Linked DNA regions of Macaca mulatta: region 2 is linked to region 1. Evidence: chromatin contacts called from public Hi-C data. All regions are on one chromosome and are shown on one strand. Each heading gives the region's core, a stretch centred on a gene start, on an enhancer-like site or on the middle of the called end of the contact. The rest is flanking DNA. Distances are from core to core; before and after follow the strand shown.

Evidence for each region. A called contact is a pair of places that touch in the nucleus more often than the background predicts.
Region 2: a contact with region 1 is called in a Hi-C map of fetal cortex germinal zone, with 2.9 times the contacts expected there. The contact joins the promoter of ZNF438 here to the enhancer-like site in region 1. A contact is called at or near these places in 4 of 14 Hi-C or Micro-C datasets (fetal cortex germinal zone, fetal cortical plate, fibroblasts and 1 more).

What each region holds. Positions count from the first base shown.
Region 1 is chr9:32,181,391-32,183,896 of T2T-MMU8v2.0, reverse strand. No RefSeq gene overlaps it. Among named protein-coding and RNA genes, the nearest start is that of ZNF438, 240 kb to the left of the region's middle. Within about 2 kb of position 1,251, at least 12 of the 40 cell types and tissues checked have an H3K27ac peak or open chromatin away from gene starts, as enhancers often do. A contact at or near this core is called in fetal cortex germinal zone, where this site is marked.
Region 2 is chr9:32,424,903-32,427,408 of T2T-MMU8v2.0, reverse strand. ZNF438 (zinc finger protein 438) reads left to right here and starts at 1,254. Exons shown (of 6, transcript XM_077946170.1): 1 at 1,254-1,286. It also overlaps the pseudogene LOC144331422.

The DNA.
Region 1 (2,506 bases), core at 2-2,501:
GTTCCCTTCTGCAGGCACTCTGGTCTCTGTCTGAGGCCCTGGTTTCCTCCCAGGAAACTGCACTTACCTTCTGTTGCTTATTACCTAATTGATGAACTATTTGAGTCTGCATGGTGCTACTTTGAGCTTCCTTAGCTTGGCCACTAGCTGAGCATTAAGGAAGTTGTGGAGAGCAGTACCTTCACGCCCTGCACAATGATTCAGTACATTTCCAGAAGGATCTTCTCCTTGTCAGGTTCTCTCCCTCCCGCTCAGCAGCCCTTATTTTTTCTCCTCTCTCTTTCTCTGGAAATGTGGAGTTATATTGGTCTCTGAGGGGGGAAAATGATCAAAAACGTAATTATCATAAGCTGCAACCCCTGGCCAGCTGTTTGGGTTTCAGGGTGGTTCCCAGTGAGTCACTAGGGCACACCCTCTCTCTGCCCAGCTCCTCTGGGTCCCCAAGGCTTGGCCATCTGGAAAATGGGAGGATTTTTTAAGGGAGGAGGACGTTTGGGGAAGAAAACAGGCGCCTGGGAGCCTCTCTCTCTCTCTCTTTCTCTCTCTCTCTCCCTCTCTTTCCTAACCCGACAAACTTCTGAGAAACCCCATGTTCCTGGCCAAACATGGAACTGTCTAGAGGGACCTGGGCGGGCTGCAGGCCTGGGCCCCCACCCAGATAGCTGCTGTGGTGCCTCTCCTAGCAAAAGCCTTCCCTGGAAGGGTGAGCAACCAGGGCCTTCGGTACAGATGACTTTACCATCCCGGACTCCATTTTAAATAGATCGACATTTCAATACGTATTTATTCTTGTTGTATATACAAACAATAAATAAATAAAAAATAAAAAAGCCCTGCTGGTGATATGCCAGGCTGAGATATATAATGATATTTAGCAGCAACTGTGTCATTCTGTGTTGTTGACAGTAAAATAAATTAACATAATAAACATAATTTGCTCAAAAACAGCTAAGGAAAAGCAGATGGTTAGCACATTTCGGCAGGACCTGTTGGTCCAAGTTTGCACGGATGTTTAGACGTTTATGCAGCCTGCAACAGATGCTCGCCTGGGTTCCCAGGCACTCCCACGTGATAGGCACGGGAGGGCTCCACGCCTCTGGCCTGGGACAGGGCCACCTCACTGCAGAGAAATGGGGTCCCCAGGAAAGGGAGCTGCCGCTTGCATTGCAGCCCCAGGCCAGGGCTGGCTCAGGGTGAAGAGTGGCAGAGGCACTAGGCTGGCCTTCCCGCCAGGCAGAGCTGGAGCCTGCAAGCGCCTGGGCCATTAGCATTCATGGCCTGTCGCCTGCCCAGCGCCCATCCTTTGTGTGCCTGGAACAAGGGAGCTTTCTTCCGGGGAGGATGGTGCCGAGGCACTCTGGATCCTGCAGGCGAGCTTCCCAGTGGGATTGGGGGCCAGTGGGCCTTGGCCCTCCTTTCGGTTCATGCGCCTGTAGCTCTGGAAAGAGAAGAAAATGTTATTTTTGCAGAAGATGCCTCAGTGCCTGGGAAGCAGAGGAGGGCTGCAGATTTATTTCACTCCGCAGGTTGGAGGGGATAGGGCCGGCAGATCCCTGACATCAGGACCCCGGGGTCCCTGGTTCTACCAGGCAAATAGTCCATGTTAGTAGCCCCCTGGGAAGGAGCATTTTTCCTCAGGGCAGAGGTGAAGGCTGTGGCCCCCAGCGATGGGCGATGGCATTTCAACCTGTCCTTCTCAAAGCAGGGCAGAAACAGGGATTCATGAGAAAGATGACGTTAGGATTGCTGCTCAGAAACCCACCTCACTACCGCGCCGCAGGAGGGCTGAGGGCTCCCTCCCACCCAGCACTAGAATGCCAGGGCAGAGCTCTGGAAAGGGCAGCCCTTTCTGGAGTTTGGGTGTGGCTCCAAAAGCTCCTGGGAATTCCTGTGCTGCATGAGCAGTGCTGCAGACAAAGCCCCCATGGTCCGTACTTGAGAGTTCTGATATAGGCCAGACATGGTTTCCAGCAGAAAGGAGCTTACCATCATTATTATTATTTTTAGAGATGAAGTCTCACTCTGTCACCCAGGCTGGAGTGTAGTGGTGCCATCATAGCTTGCTGCAGGCTTCCACATCTGGGCTCGAGCAGTCCTCCCCACCTCAGCCTCCCAAATAGCGGGGACTACAGCTACATGCCACCATACCTGGCTAATTTTTTAAAAAAATTATTTTAGAGATGAGGGTCACACTGTGTTGCCCAGGCTGGTCTTGAGCTCCTGGCTTCAAGAGATCCTCCCACCTCAGCCTCCTGAGTCTCTGGGATTACCGGTGCGCACCACCATGCCCCACCTACTAGAAAAGAGTTTAGAGTAGGAGACCCTGCTGGATATAAACTAGCTGGAAAGACAGATGCCCTGCTATAGGACAGGTTAAGCATCTGTAGCTCCACCACAGAGCTGTTAGCATGGCGCAGTTACCCAGTCTGAGTCTGGGATCCTGGTATAGGTGTGCTTAGCACCATGCCTGGTATGTGCCACATGCTCACTAAATGGCAGCGGTTGT
Region 2 (2,506 bases), core at 5-2,504, 240 kb before region 1:
TGGTGGCGGGCGCCTGTAGTCTCAGCTACTCAGGAGGCTGGGGCAGGTGAATGGAGTGAACCCGGGAGACGGAGCTGGCACTGAGCCAAGATCGCGCCACTGCGCTCCAGCCTGGGCAACAAAGCGAGACCCCGTCTCAAAAAAAAAAAAAAAAAAAAAAATTAGCCGGCTGCGGTGGCGCGCGCCTGTAATCCCAGCTACCCAGGAGGCTGAGGCAGGAGAATCGCTTGAACCCGGGAGGCGGAGGGTGCAATGAGTCGAGATCGCGCCACTGCACTCCAGCCTGGGAGACAGAAACACTCGTCTCAAACAAACAAAAAAGTGGGGAGCAGAGAGTGGGGCGTGGACACGGGAAGGTATCGTGAGATGACTGGATGGGGGGGCTGGAAAGTTTGTCCTGGCGAAGAAGTGAACATGTTTATCCGGATCACCGTTTGTTAAACTTAATGGAGGTGAACAGCAACCCGTGAGTAGCTTCACCCAGCCGAAACGGGAAATCCGGCAGGCCAGGCAGAAGCTGAAATCTGCAAGGAACGGGCTGGGCTGGAGGCGGCACCAGGGCAGGAGGGGTAGGTGGGGGCCCGCGGGAGCCACGAGCCGGAGCCGGAAGGGCGGGACCCAGGGGGCAGGGCCTAACCAGGCGTGGGCGGGGCCGAGTCAAGAGATGGGCGGGGTCTGGGCGGAGTCTACCGGGAGCCGCGTCGAGCCGGGGCGGAGCGAAGACCCCTGGGAGAGCTGTCTTCTCAGGGCTGAGGAACGGCCTGCACCTGATGGAGAGCAAATGGCTGTTTCCACACGTGGAGAACTTTTAACGAACACGTGAGGAAGGCGGGCAATGTCTGTGGAAAAACTACCTCACAACCCAGGCGTCCTACTCCAGCCCCCAGGGCGACAGCTTGTTTACAGTATTTCTGAAGGTCTCCGTCCCCTTTTTTCGGCCCCTCCTCCTACGCTAACCCCGGCTTCGGGCTTTGAGTGAGGCTTTGGTAGAGGAGAGGCCGCCGCAGGCGCCCCGGCCGAAGAAGCCCACTGGCATGCGGGTTCTGAGGCCTTCTGCGCCCGCGCGCGGTGTCCGCGACGGGGCGGTGCGTGGAGGTCGGGGGCGTGGAGCTCGGGGGCGTGGAGCTCGGGGGCGTGGAGCTCGGGGGCGTGTCTCCTGCCGCAGCGCCGTGGGCGGGGCGAGGGCGGAGCCTGGGGGCCCAGTGGCCCGCGCCGGCTGGCCTGACCTCCCGGAACGCTGGGCCCGTGACGTCACCCCGCCGTGACGCGCACGCTGTAGGAAAACTGTAAGTTTACGAGGATTCCTGCAGCTCCTTGGGCTTGTGGGGCCCGCTGGCAGCTGGCAGCCCCGGCGGTGGTGGTGGCTGTAGGGGCGTCAGTTCCTTGGGTAGCCGCCGATTGTGACGAAGGGACAGGTGCCTGCTCAGAGTGGCAGCGCGCCCTGCTGGGCGGGAGGGATCTGGGGTGCGGGAGGCGAGGCCGCGCCCCGTGGGGCAGGGCTAGCACCTTTTCCCCTGGGGCGGGGAGCGTCCCCGAGCCTGGGAGCGAGGCCTTAGAAGGGGCGGAAAGTCCAAATGGAGAGTACCTTTTTTTCTTCTGTGATAAAGGGACTTAGATTCCTCTTCTCCCTCTCAGCCCTGGAGTTTGACACGTGAAGTCGGGGATGGAGGATTCCTCTCAGAGACTAGGAATCCTATGTCCTGGCCGTTGGGATCTCGCAAGTGACCAAGTCGTCGTGGACACATTTATAAGATAACCACTTGCTGCCTTAGTTTTCTTTTTGTGTAAAATGGAGGTACAGCAGCCTCTGGCCTCCCTAATGGTCGTTCCCACAGCACTAGGAACACGTGAGATAACACAAGTGTGTAAATTTGCTAGGAGAAAGCGTATACACAGACACTTGGTTATTCTGAGGAATGTGGTAGCCGCTGGCCATTTGACCAGGAATCTTGTAGACGGGGAAGTTTTTCACTATTTTGCCTACCCCCGACAACCTTCCATCCATCTGATCCTATACCACACTGCAGCCTGTTGGGTGATATGAACTGTTGTCACTAAACTTGATAGAATGAGGATCCCAAGAAATAACAGGTATCGTTAGCATGGTACTCTTGACAATTACAATGCCCCCGTTGTCTGGGTTTTGCAGAGGAAGCTTTCAGTATGCTGGAACTAGCACATTATACACAACATAGACTCACTGAGTTTTAAGGATTGCTGTAAAAAATTAAAAGAATGAGAATATCCAATCATCATATCCGACTGCTTGAATATTTTGGTCAAGGGGTAGTACATTATCGATTAGTTGTTTCTAGACTATAATGCCTCTCAAACTCCGGGACTAGTATTTGTCAGGAACTTTGAAGGGAAGAATACTGTGCACACTTCAGGGTGTATTTATACAGGAGCTCGAGAGTTCACATTTCTGTAAATTCGTTTCAGGAGTGTGATATCCTTTCATCCGGGTGGGAGGAGCCTTTGAATCAGAAAGCAGGGCTTCTAATTT